Linked DNA regions of Triticum aestivum: region 2 is linked to region 1. A link is a contact called in public Hi-C data. All regions are on one chromosome and are shown on one strand. Each heading gives the region's core, a stretch centred on a gene start, on an enhancer-like site or on the middle of the called end of the contact. The rest is flanking DNA. Distances are from core to core; before and after follow the strand shown. Region 1 holds the start of LOC123122902. Region 2 holds the start of LOC123122942 (7-methyl-GTP pyrophosphatase).

Evidence for each region. Hi-C and Micro-C count contacts between places; a contact is called where the count stands out from the background.
Region 2: a contact with region 1 is called in a Hi-C map of leaf, with 8 times the contacts expected there. The contact joins the promoter of LOC123122942 here to the promoter of LOC123122902 in region 1. A contact is called at or near these places in 3 of 5 Hi-C or Micro-C datasets (leaf and root).

The regions. Positions count from the first base shown.
Region 1 is chr1B:340,903,569-340,910,666 of IWGSC CS RefSeq v2.1, forward strand. It overlaps LOC123122902, which reads right to left and starts at 5,096. Exons shown (of 5, transcript XM_044543280.1): 1 at 4,703-5,096; 2 at 4,439-4,502. The coding sequence starts at 4,466. LOC123122889 (probable LRR receptor-like serine/threonine-protein kinase At3g47570) reads left to right here. Exons shown (of 3, transcript XM_044543272.1): 2 at 1-2,749; 3 at 2,832-3,256. The coding sequence ends at 3,196.
Region 2 is chr1B:341,108,046-341,115,389 of IWGSC CS RefSeq v2.1, forward strand. LOC123122942 (7-methyl-GTP pyrophosphatase) reads left to right here and starts at 5,186. Exons shown (of 11, transcript XR_006460436.1): 1 at 5,186-5,448; 2 at 5,532-5,603; 3 at 5,684-5,758.

The DNA.
Region 1 (7,098 bases), core at 3,846-6,345:
AATGAGACTGATCTCGATGCCTTGCTAGCATTCAAGGCAGGTCTAAACCGGCAGTCAGATGCACTGGCCTCATGGAACAAAAGCACTGACTTGTGCCAGTGGCGTGGTATCATGTGCAGTCACAGGCATAAGCGAAGGGTATTAGAACTGAATCTCTCCTCGACTGGGCTTTTTGGGTACATAGCTCCTTCCCTCGGGAACCTCACATACCTGAGAAGTTTAGACCTCAGCTACAATCTGCTACACGGCGAAATCCCACGGGCGATTGGCCAGTTGACGCAAATGTCATATCTTGACTTGTCAAATAATTCACTCCAAGGTGAAATGCCTTGGACAATTGGGCAGTTACCACGGTTAACTTACCTATATCTATCAAACAATTCACTTCAAGGGGAGATTACACATGGCCTGCGGAACTGTACTCACCTTGTAAGTGTCAAACTTGACCTGAACAAACTTGATCGAGAAATCCCTGATTGGCTTGGTGACTTGTCAAGTATAGATACCATTTCAATAGGGAAGAACAGCTTCACTGGGACCATCCCACCATCACTTGGGAACCTCTCATCGCTGCGGAGATTATACCTCAATGAAAACCAGCTGAGTGGTCCAATCCCTGAGAGCCTTGGCAGGCTTGGTAAGCTTGAGGCTCTAGCACTGCAAGTAAACCACCTATCAGGAAACCTTCCAACAATGCTCTTCAACATTTCATCCCTCATCCTCGTTGGTCTCCAAATGAACCAACTGCATGGCACACTGCCCTCCAATTTGGGCAATGGCCTGCCACACATCCGATACCTTATCCTTGCTCTGAACCATTTCACGGGAAGAATTCCAGCTTCAATTGGAAATGCAACTACAATCCAATCTATGGACCTCTCTGGTAACAACAACACTGGAGTCGTGCCTCCAGAGATTGGAACACTCTGCCCAAAATACCTGATGCTTAATGGAAACCAGCTGGAGGCAACCACTGTTCAAGACTGGGGGTTCATCACTTCCCTGACAAATTGCACAAGCCTTCGTTGGGTCACATTGCAAAACAACAAGTTTAGTGGTGGGTTTCCGCGCTCTATTGCAAACCTGTCAGGGCAACTTGAAGCCCTAGACATCAGATACAATGGGATATCAGGCAAGATACAAATTGGCATTGGCAACTTTCCCAAACTATTCAAGCTAGGGCTATCTGGCAATCAGTTAACCGGCCCCATACCAGACAGCATAGGAAGACTGAACATGCTCCAGTTCTTGACACTAGAGAATAATCAACTCTCCGGGATGATGCCGCCCTCGCTCGGGAACTTAACACAATTGCAGCACCTTTCAGTAGATAACAATATGTTGGAGGGACCTCTTCCAATGAACATTGGAAATTTACAACGACTTGTCAGCGCAACCTTTTCGAACAATGCGCTTTCAGGTCCATTACCGGGAGAGATCTTTAGCCTGTCATCCTTGTCATACGTTCTGGACTTGTCTAGGAATCATTTTAGTAGTTCCCTTCCATCCCAGGTTGGTGGTCTTACAGAGCTCACATACTTGTACATCCATGAGAACAACTTGTCTGGGCTGCTGCCAGATGCTCTCAGCAAATGCCAGAGCTTGATGGAGCTCCGTTTGGATAATAACTACTTCAACGGTATGATTCCTTTGTCTGTAAGCAGAATGCGAGGCTTGGCACTGCTGAATTTGACCAAAAACAGGCTCACAGGAGGAATCCCTCAAGAGTTAGGACTCATGAGTGGCCTGAAAGAACTGTATCTTGGACGGAACAATTTGTCTGCACAGATCCCAGAGACCTTGGAAAGCATGATATCACTCTACCGACTCGACATATCCTTCAACCTTCTTGATGGGCAAGTCCCAGCACATGGTGTGTTCACCAATTTGACTGGGTTCACTTTTTATGGGAATGGTAAGCTTTGTGGTGGCATTCAAGAGTTGCATTTGCCTTCATGTCCATCCAAAGCAATTGGGGGCGGTCAAAGGATACCCCGAGTCATTCGAAATGCAATGATCCCGAGCATTATAATCATCTTTGTGTGCTTTATAGTGGGACTAGGTTTCTTCTCACTGAAAAATAAATTAAGACTGCCATCTGTAAGAGCAACTTTGGTAGCTCCTTCCTTGATGGGCGACATGCATCCTCGAGTTTCTTATTCCAACTTGTTCCAAGCAACAAATGGCTTCACAACTGACAATTTGGTTGGTACTGGACGATATGGATGTGTTTATAAGGGGAGGATGATGCTCAAGAGGTCAGTAAGTACTGTGGCTGTGAAGGTTTTTGACCTTGAACAATCTGGTTCCACAAAAAGTTTTGAGGCAGAGTGTAAGGCACTTGGCAAAATTCGCCACCGTAACTTAATTAGTGTTATAACTTGCTGCTCTTGCTTTGACTTTAACCAGAATGACTTCAAAGCCATTGTTCTCGATTTCATGCCTTATGGGGGTCTTGATAAGTGGTTACATCCAGACATATATCCATCCAATCCAGTCAAAATTCTAACATTAATGCAGAGACTGAGTATTGCTTTTGATGTTGCCGCCGCTCTAGACTATCTGCACAACAACTGCCAGCCAACAATAGTTCACTGCGACTTGAAGCCCAGCAATATTCTTCTTGGAGAGGATATGGTTGCTCATGTTGGGGACTTTGGCCTTGCAAAGATACTCATAGATCCAGAAGGGGAGCAATTGATCCATTCAAAGAGTTCCGTAGTGGGAACAATTGGATATGTGGCTGCAGGTAACTAAATTTTATTTTATTATTGTTCTAGCAAATTGGGTTGCTTGCTCGGCATATTATTCATGTTGTTTGTGCACTGCAGAATACGGTGAAGGTGGTCAAATATCTACAAGTGGGGATGTGTATAGCTTCGGTATTGTCCTCCTTGAGATGTTTACAGGGAAGACGCCTACACATGGTATGTTTACAGATGGATTGACCTTGCTCGAGTACGCAAAGATGGCATATCCAGCACAACTGATGGAGATTATTGATCCCCTTCTGCTATCAGTTGAGAAGACACAGCGAGATATTAATAGTTACATGTACTCTATCACAAGACTTGCCCTAGCATGCTGCAGAAAAAGACCAACTGACAGGCTGTCCATAAGAGATGTCGTTTCTGAGATGAACAAGATAAGGGCTTGCTATGCTGTAGAAGTAACTAGGAAATGTAGTTCAGAGTGATGGAGCATCAGTGCCTTGTTCTTGAGCACTAGTTTCATAAGATAACAATGGGAAATTATTATTTATACCAATATAAAAATCATGAGTTGAACTTGGTGTACTTTTGATCTGTCAACTCCATTTCATAATTATTCATCCAGTTATTGTGGACAAATGTTACGACCTCCCCTAATAACACTTTCACCTATGGCCTCTTAGTATACTTACTTTGTTCTGTTACTCTCTAATTTATATTGTATATGTGGTAATTCTTATTTTTACGTGCATAGAGAATTTGTCCTTTTAAGTGATATTGTTTTTATGAAAAGATCTCGTGCCTATGCTTTCAAGATGTGATGTAAAATTCCAAACAATGTGTTTTTTGTAATTTAACATTGAACTATACAATGATAGATATATGTGAGCTTAAAAATGTGCTTCTAATATGTTCGATTCAGTATTTACTAACATTTCTTAAAAAAACGAACATGTTTTTCTATAGTTTCTTCCACATCAATCAACAATACTGAAGGCACGAAAACATTTAATTTTCTAATAGCCTACCCCAACTTGTTTGGGACAAAAGGCTTAGTAGGTAGTAGTAGTAGTAGTAGTAGTAGTAGTAGTAGTAGTAGTAAGTATACTTGAAAAAACATAAATGTATTTGTTTTCATGTTATTCGAACGTGCTCTGCACATGCACAGTTACCGGCGTTGAGATGGGACGGAGTCCAAAAACTAGAGAGCAAGAGATGGAATCAAGGTCGGTGTTTAAGGGAGCATTCCAATAATACACCTTCTGAACTGAATTGTTTGAGGATGTTTTTTCAACATCAGATTATCGGCTTTTCCATCCTTCAGTTCAACGCTGCAATGCAGCTATTTTGCATATTTTGTATAAAATACCAGGAAGGCAAGAAAATCTAACATTACTTTTATCAGATACACATGTCAAATATCCTTGCTTCAACACAACGGACTGCAGTTCTCTTTCTCTGATAAATCTTATTACTTGCATTCCCCTAGTACTTATCCAGAGTTTTGAGTTGCAGGAGCAGCCATATGTAACAATAACTAGTTATTTTATATCTTGGCACATCCTGGACAGCTAATTACGATTAAGTCTAGCTTTATTTGTTTTCTTGAAATCACAGCTCAAATATTTCTGCAGAATTTGAAGCACACAAATACATGACATGACAACACACCTGCAAATAATTTAAAGAGCAAAGATGTGTGGATGAAAACGATATACAGTGTCCACCTTGATTTTGCTGATCAGACGGCTTCATTTACGCCAGCCTTCCTTCCCATTTTTATTGCTCCCACTGCATACAAAGAGTGAAAAAGGATAGTACGATCAAGTCGACTTTAACATCTTGGCCTTTTCTGCCTAAATATTAACATTTGTACATCACTAGAGTTGCACTCCACTTTCCCCCAAACAATCCTGCTATGTTCTTTCTAATCAAGTCAACTTCCAATCAATTTACTAGTCTAGGTTTTCGTATAAGTACAGTATTGCTACCTTTTGGCTGCAACTATTCAAGAATTACTCCTGCAGCTCAACGAGGCAGTAAGCTGGCCTGAAAGCTGAGGCGAGCGGCAGCCCTGGAAGCAAGCGCCGCTGTACGGCCTCCCCATCCTCTCGCGGGCCACGGATAGTAAGGTCTGCTCCTTCCCGCTGCTCGGCAAGAAGAGCGTGAATCCGGCCGGATCTAAGTCGGCCGCAACGGTTCAGCCCAGATCCATGGATCCTTCCCGCCTTCCCGACGAAAGAGAGGAGCGGGAGAACGCGTCGGTGGCTTGGAGCCGTGGAGCGGGAGGGGCGGCAGTGGGAAGGCACTTAGGGCGTGTTCGGTAACCCTCTCCAGCCTCAAACTCCTCAACTCCTCAGCCAATATCCAACGGCCAGCTTCTCGTTGAAAATCTCGGAGCTAACCATCCGTTCGGCACATCAGCTTCTAGTTTGGCAAGCACAGGTGTCATACACATTAGCACAAACCACCTCAATAAACAAAACAAGATTACAATCAGACCCCCTGATCATCCTGCATCACTCGTCAGGATGGAGGTGAAGACCAGCATGCCGGCACTACCCCATCACCGTGGACGGCCACACGGAAGCCGAAGCTGCAGATGGACGGCGAGCGACCGATGGGGAGGACAGTGAGGTCATCGGGGCTCAGGGATGGGAGCGCCGGCCATTGCTCCCGCATCCTCGGCAGCTCCTGGCGGATTGAAACGGCGGCAGTGGAGGACGATGGAGACGGCGGGGCGGGCGGCCAGCGGGGCGGACGGCGAGCTGGGAGGGCGGCGGCCGGCTACGTGGGTCGATGGGCTCGGCGGCCTGTGTGAGAGGAACGAGAGAAGGAGATCGTAGGGATAGAGCAATCGTGCGGGATGGGATCGAATCGGTACGCACGCCGTTCACTTGGCGGTGGTAGTTGCTAGTAATTTTGGTCAAACTCCCGCTCCTTCGATTCCTGGGAGCTCGCCTTTTCCAACTCCACGACTCCTCCAGTTTTACACTACACAAATAGCCAGCTTCTCACTCTCATAACCAAGATTTAAACCGTTCGGCTGAACTCCTCATTTGGAGTTGAGGAGTTAAGAAGCTGGAGGGCTATCGAACACGCCCTTAGGATGTGTTTGGTTTAAGAACGTAGTAGAATAGAATGTCATGGTTCCATGGGTTGGTTCCATTCCTGTGTTTGGCAGGGACAATTGAGTGGAATGGAATGATTATATTTGAGTGTTTGGTTGAAGAGATGGAATCGGATGGATTTAATTCAGCTCATCTAATATGAACAGTTGTAGCTATATTCTCAGCGACATTTTTGACTAAATATTTACACTGAGTTGAATTTTGACATCAAACAAACAACACATACAAAAATAAAAAAACATCAAGTGGCATGCCTATGCCGCCTTCACAGCAAGCTGCTGGATCAATCGAATTGGATGTAATCGGATCGATGTGAGCAAGCTTAGCCCATGCCGGCTTCACAACAAGCTGCTGGATCAATCGATCTTTGAGCTAGCTTTCAACATACATCTGTCTCCTCTGGATGAATCGATTCAGTGCCTTCACCAACAGGCGAGGGACTCCCACCGACGGCGCCAGGTACGAGACGGGATGATGTCGAGCATGGGCATCGGGAGGAAGGTCAACAGTCCCGTCGCCGGCTTGCTAGCCTTCGAGCCTGACGACCCCGAGGATCCGCACAAGGCTTGACACCAGATCCACGCCGGGATGGCCGATGCGTTGCTTGCCTCCCACTCAGTTGCTCGCCTCCTCCTGCCATTCGTGTCCTCTACCGCTGCTAGCTCGCCCCACCGCTCCCATGCTCCTAGACCGCCGCCACTGCTCCGCTCCCATGGCAGCAGCGCAGACGCAGATCGAGAAAGGGGAGAGCGGCTGTGGAGAGTATCTTCCTCATATGGCAGCTCGCCGCTCACCCGCCCCGCTGGTAGCTCGCCGTCGCCCCACTGGGATGCGAGAGAGAGGCCTCGCCGGAGAGGGAGAGAGGTGGGAGTGCTGGGAGAGAGACGAGGGAGTTGCGGGCTGAGCCGTTCCGCGTGGTTCCACCGAATCGGAGGGCCCCGTGCCGCATATTGAGGGAATATGACGCTCCAGAGAATCACTGGGTTCCGCTTCCATCGCTGAACTAAACGCGAGAACATGGTCCAGGAACGGGTTGGACCGGTGACATTACCGAAAAAGACTTTCGCCCTGCTTTATATGTAAAGCACCGACCAACAATAACCCGGTACAAACGCACGTCATCACAACACACGCACACACCCGAGGCAAGATACATAAGCGCTGAGCACAGCAACACCACCCCAAACACTACAAGAGCAGCCGGGTCCTCGACCGTAACACGCCACCGCGAAGAGATGAAGCCGCATATGACGAAC
Region 2 (7,344 bases), core at 3,936-6,435, 200 kb after region 1:
ATCAATTACCAAAAAGGGGGAGATTGAAAGTGCAACTATCCCTAGGTAGTTTTGGTAATTCCTAACAACATATAGCTCATTGAGCTAACATCTTTCCAAGACAAACATTTCAGGAAAAGCTCAATGAATGGCATGGCATGGATGAGGAAAGTGGATCCCTCAAAATTCTAAGGATAAAAGGATTGGCTCAAGCTCAAAAGCTCAAGACTCTACATTTTACATTTTAGTGATCCAAGATCACATTGAGTCTATAGGAAAAGCCAATACTATCAAGGAGGGATGAGGTGTTGCTTAATGAGTTTCTTGCTTCAAGTGCTTAGTGATATGCTCCAAAAACCCTCAACTACTTTCTCATATCCACACATGACCTAAACCTAAAGTCAAACTCGGCCCCACCGATTCTTTCTATCCGGCGCCACCGAGTTCAGATGTCATAGCCACTGCCACAAACCCTAGGCAAATCGGTCTCACCGATAGGGATCTCGGTCTCACCGAGATGGGATTGTAATCTCTCTGTTTCCCTTCGTAACGTTTCAGTCTAACCGAAGTGAGCGATCGGTCCCACCGAGATTGCAATGTAAACTCTCTGTTTCCTTTTCGTAACATTTAGGTCCAACCGAAAAGAGCGAATCGGTCCCACCGAGTTTACCTGACCAACTCTCTGGTTAGCTTATTACCAAAATCGGTCTCACCGAGTTTGTGTAATCGGTCTCACCGAGATTACGTTATGCCCTAACCCTAACCATATCGGTCCTACCGAGTTGCATGTCGGTCCCACCGAAAACCCTAACGGTCACTAGGTTTACTAAATCGGTCTGACCGAGTTTGTTGATTCGGTCCCATCGAGATTGATAAATTGTGTGTAACGGTTAGATTTTGTGTGGATGCTATATATACCCCTCCACCTCCTCTTCATTCGTGGAGAGAGCCATCAGAACAAACCTACACTTCCAACTTACCATTTCTGAGAGAGAACTACCTACTCATGTGTTGAGGCCAAGATATTCCATTCCTACCATATGAATCTTGATCTCTAGCCTTCCCCAAGTTGCTTTCCACTCAAATCTTCTTTCCACCAGATCCAAATCCTGTGAGAGAGAGTTGAGTGTTGGGGAGACTATCATTTGAAGCACAAGAGCAAGGAGTTCATCATCAACACACCATTTGTTACTTCTTGGAGAGTGGTGTCTCCTAGATTGGCTAGGTGTCACTTGGGAGCCTCCAACAAGATTGTGGAGTTGAACCAAGGAGTTTGTAAGGGCAAGGAGATCGCCTACTTCGTGAAGATCTACCGCTAGTGAGGCAAGTCCTTCGTGGGCGACGACCATGGTGGGATAGACAAGGTTGCTTCTTCGTGGACCCTTCGTGGGTGGAGCCCTCCGTGGACTCGCGCAATCGTTACCCTTCGTGGGTTGAAGTCTCCATCAACGTGGATTCATGATAGCACCACCTATCGGAACCACGGCTCAAAAATCACCGTGTCTCCAAATTGCGTTTGAATTCTCCAAACCCTTCCCTTTACATTCTTGCAAGTTGCATGCTTTACTTTCCGCTGCTCATATACTCTTTGCATGCTTGCTTGAATTGTGCTAAGATAGCTAAAATCTGCCAAAGACTAAGATTGGGAAAAGGTTAAGTTTTTAATTGGTCAAGTAGTCTAATCACCCCCCCTCTAGACATACTTCCGATCCTACACTATGTCCATGGCTCACACTCATGTATTGCGTGAAAGTTGAAAAAGTTTGAGAATACTAACATATGAAACAATTGCTTGGCTGAAACCGGGGTTGTGCATGATTTGAATATTTTGTGTGATGAAGATGGAGCATAGCCAGACTATACGATTTTGTAGGGATAAGATTTCTTTGGCCATGTTATTTTGAGAAGACATAATTGCCTTGTTAGTATGCTTGAAGTATTATTGTTTTTATGTCAATATTAAACTTTTGTTTTGAATCTTACGGATCTGAACATTCATGCCACAATAAAGAAAATTACATGGATAAATATGTTAGGTAGCATTCCACATCAAAAATTCTGTTTTTATCATTTACCTACTCGAGGACGAGCAAGAATTAAGCTTGGGGATGCTTGATACATCTCCAACGTATCTATAATTTTTGATTGTTCCATGCTATTATATTATCTGTTTTGGATGTTTTATATGCATTATTATGCTATTATATTTTTTTTGGGACTAACCTAACCTATTAACCTAGAGCCCAGTGTCAGTTCCTATTTTTTCCCCTGATTTTGAGTTTCGCAGAAAAGGAATATCAAACGGAATAAAGCCTCCGTGATGATTTTTCTTGGACCAGAAGACAACCAGGAGACTTGGAGATGAAGTCGAAGGAGCCACGAGACGGCCACAAGGACGGAGGGCGCGCCTAGGGGGGTAGGGCACCCCCCACCCTTATGGGCCCCTCGTGCACCTCCTGACCTAATTCTTTCGCCTATATATTCCCATATATGCCCAAACCAATAGAGGCATCCACGAAAACACTTTTCCACCGCCACAACCTTCTGTACTCGTGAGATCCCATCTAGGGACCTTTTTCGGCATCTTGACAAAGGGGGATTCGACAATGGAGGGCTTCTACATCAACACCATTGCCCTTCTGATGAAGCGTGAGTAGTTTACCAAAGCCTACGAGTCCATAGCTAGTAGCTAGATGGCTTCTTCTCTCTCTTTGATTCTTAATACCATGTTCTCCTCGATGGTCTTGGAGATCTATTCGATGTAATACCTTTTTTTTGCGGCTTGTTTGCCGAGATCCGATGAATTGTGGATTTATGATCAGCTTATCTATGAATATCATTTGAATCTTCTTTGAATTCTTATATGCATGATTTGATACCTTTGTAATTCTCTTCGAATTATCGACTTGGTTTGGTCAATTAGATTGGTTTTTCTTGTAATGGGAGAAGTGCTTAGCTTTGGGTTCAATCTTGTGGTGTCATTTCCCAGTGACAGTTGGGGAAGCAAGGCACGTATTGTATTGTTACCATCAAGGATAAAAAGATGGGGGTTTCATCATATTGCTTGAGTTAATTCCTCTACGTCATGTCATCTTACTTAATGCATTACTCCGTTCTTTATGAACTTAATACTCTAGATGCATGCTGGATAGCGGTCGACGTGTGGAGTAATAGTAGTAGATGCAGAGTCGTTTCGGTCTACTTGACACGAACGTGATGCCTATATTCATGATCATTGCCTTAGATATCGTCATAACTTTGCGTTTTTCTATCAATTGCTCGGCAGTAATTTGTTCACCCACCGTATTATTTTCTATCTTGAGAGAAGCCTCTAGTGAAACCTATGGCCCATGGGTCTATTTTCCATCATATAAGTTTCCGATCTACAATCTTAGTTTCCGATCTACTATTCTTGTAATCTTTTACTTTCCGATCTATAAACCAAAAATACCAAAAATATTTACTATATCGTTTATCTATCTCTATTAGATCTCACTCTTGCAAGTAACCGTGAAGGAATTGACAACCCCTTTATCGTGTTGGGTGCAAGTTTGTTCGATTGTTTGTGCAGGTATTCAGTTATTTGTGTGTTGTCTCCTACTGAATTGATACTTTGGTTCTCAAGCTGAGGGAAATACTTATCTCTACTTTGTTGTATCACCCTTTCCTCTTCAAAGAAAAAACCAACGCATGCTCGAGAAGTAGCAGTCGCTCGCCATCTCCTCCATTTCTTTCAATTTCAAGACTCTTTTTTATTCAGCATACTCTTTTCTCGCAATGACAATGGCTTCAAATCCTTCTTTAAGATCATTGTCTCCAGCCTTTGACCCCCTTTTCTCCTTCCATCGGGCCTATATGCTTGGCAACCGAGTGAGGAGGGGGAGGAGGAATCGAGTGAGGAGTGGGGCTCATCCTCCCCTCCTCACCACCAACACCGTCATCATCACGATCAACAACCAAGCTCTTCCTCCTAGGAACTTCAAAAGCTTCATGATCCTTCCACTTCTCCTCATGCTCGAGCTCTTCGTAAGAAAGTTGGAAAGTGAACGATTTTCTTTTATTCTTATTCTTATTCCCGTTCTTCGCTCTTTCTTGGAAGAAACCTTGAGCAAGCATGAGCTACATAAACAATAAAGAAACTCGGTTAATTAGGAACATATGCATACTTAGAGAAAGCATTTGAATGTAGCAAGCAATTACCATGTCCGTTTCATTGCAACCACTTGGGTTCATGCGATCGGCATTGACCAAGCAACCCCCACATTTTTGACATTCGACGTTTATAGTGGACCGTCGATGCCGAATAGAATCCAATGGTCGATAATGGCCACTTGTGTTCCGTTCATCAATAATTCTTTGATGCGCTTTTAACATGTGCTAGCCAATTAGTCAATTCCGACGGAGGCATCAAGAGAGACTCGCTTCCAAGCCATACATCTCGTCTGTCAAGATTCTCATCATCATATGGCATATCATATTTTTGGGATGAAAAAACTTGAAAAACAAAATCTTCATTCACAACATTTGTCAAGTGCATAAATGTATCATCATCAAGATTACAAATGCATGCACACACAATCTCACATTCTATTGATATCAATACGACAAAAGAACAATGAAGAAGAAGAAGAATATTTAATACCTTTGCGGCATTTCATCAAAAAAGTTGGAGACGATGCCACCACGTCGGCGACGGGACAGGGGGGAAGGGGAGGAGGTGCGCCAGCAGCAACAACAACACACAGCCGCAGACGACGATGACAACGAAGAAACATCAGCAGCCGCGGCCGCCTTCGTCTTCTCCGGCCGGGATGAAGCCACGACAGGGTCGTGCAGCGGCCGCTTCGAGCCGCCACCACGTGGTTTGACTGTGGAAGCCTTCTTCCTCGCCGGTGCTTCTATTAAAGATGCTTTTAGGAGTCGGAGAGGAACCGCTTGAAATTTGAGAATGCGTATAAGGGACGAAAATTTATGCATTCGGCCAGAGATGCTCTAATCTGAGTAGGGGATGTTTTGGCTCATTTTAGAGACATACCCAGTTTTAGGTCATACTCCCAAATTACATGTGGCGAAAATGAATAAAAGTGGATGTATTTATAACTAAACTACGTCTAGATACATCTATTTCCGTGACAAGAAATTCCGGACGGAGGGATTACTATATATAGGACTTCTTACATATGCGACAGATGCAAAATGTCGCGTACAAAATTTCTTTCTTCCACGTTGAATTTATTACTGACTGGAGGAAAAATGCAATCTTCCCACCGTCCCTGCAATCTCCTATGCCCGGTGGCGCCATATGCGACCGCCGCACCCCGTCCTCAACAGCGGCCGCCGCATCTTCTCGGAACCCACCCGCAGCGCCTCCTCTCCCCTCCGCGCCGCCACTCTGAAGCCCGCCTTCTCTCCGGCGTGACCCCAATGACCACATCCTCCTCCCCCACCGCGAACCCCCAGCCATTCAAGGTTCGCCTCACGGTTAACAAGCCCCTTCGTTTGGCTCACCGCTAGTCTCAGTGCGTGACATGTGTTGAGTGAATTTGTCGCAGTTGATCCTGGGGTCTTCGTCAGTGGCCAGGAAGAACATCCTCAACGAGATGGGGTTCGAGTTCCAAGTCATGGTGGGTTGGGCTGTCAGTTATAGTTTCCTTTAGAAAGAATTGAAGCTATTCCTTGAGTGGATTGGGTTTCTTGGTTTCAGACCGCGGACATCGACGAGAGGAGCATAAGAAGGGAGGATCCGGATGAGCTAGTCATGCTTCTTGCGGAGGCCAAGGTAGAATCTTTCCCCAGTTTTTCTACTAGGTAATTGCCTGTGCGTTGCTACTAGAGTCAACAATTTTCAATGCAACAAGAGTACCATAAAAGCCATGGTGTTTCGAGGTCACCAGACAATACACTTGATCTTACAAACATGATCCACATTAAGATACATAAGCATCAATTTTGCATAGCAATGTCAAAGCAAGCACGAACGAAGGACAGTAAACACCATGATAGCCAAGTTTCAATTAAAGGAAGCAAGTTAACATCATGATAGCTGAATTCACCACAACTCTCTCTTTCAAATTATTTTTCCTATGATGCGGCTAAAATATTCCTAAGGCTTACATGAATCATAAATCACCAGGAGTTCCTGTCATACGTCATTTCATCAATTAAAAAGTTCCTCCATAGTGTGTGGCCATTATGTGCATAAGTCGGATACATGTAAATCTCAAAGTTCTGTTAAAAAGTTTTTCCGCAAGACTGTACCACTTCAAATTAAAATGGTATTTGTTGTCCTCTTTAACCAATTCATTCTCCCATGTAAGCATATAACATGAAGAAAGTAGTAATGTATTATGATCACATGACTTCTTAGCCATTTAGATAGTCAATACTTCCTTTGAAACAATCTCAAGCTAGTAAGATGAAGAAAATAGTACTGGATTGATAAGCCGAAGTGTCAATTTCCTAGAAAAAATACATAGTACTCAAATACTTATTTTATTAATCGATCCTTTAAACCTTGTGTATGCTAGCAACCAAGATCTCCATCCACTACTTAAAATCGAGACCTCCCCATGGTCCTGCTCCTCCACACTACCAGGTCGCCTCGCCATTGTCATTCTGCGTGGGCTTTGTTGTCTGCCGAGGTGACAACAGCTCCACGACGGCCTCCTCTGAGCTCCTGTGCTTGTCGAGCCGGAACATGGCGACGGCGCTGCTGGCTCGCGCGGTGCAATGGAGCTTGCACCCGGCTCAGCTGATCTCACACATACCGCTATCACCGGGCAGACTACCGCCTTGACGTGGGTTGTACCCCCACCGTGGTGCTGACACTTGTCCGCCACCATGCCGTCTAGGCTGCCGACCTGACTGATGCGGCAATGAGCCCTTTCACGGGGCCCTCTTCTAACAAGAACACAAAATCAACATGACCATCACTGAGCAATTTTTCTTCACAAAGGACTCCCGTATTTTCAAATGGCTATGCTTTTTCCAACAGTTAAATGCACCTAAGTTACCCATAGTTCAATTAAAAAAGAACACCTTCATGCTCTCTTTAGCGACAATCAGTTCCAAGTGAGCCTCCTTTGACAGTCATAGGTGTGGTCTAGCATAACAAGCATGCCAATTTGAACTTCAACAGATATCTCAAACTCAATGCCAAGCATGTGCATGTTACGCAGGTTAACATGGAGGCCCTTGGGCAAACACTATGAATGCGCACAATTTTATTTAGAGCAGATATCTCAAACTCCATAATCTGTGCCATGAGAAAATGGACAGCAATTCGATTATAGCATTCAATCAAAAGCAATTTATACAATAAAACATATACAAGTTTCAGTGCCAACCTCTGCCAGATCATGCTGC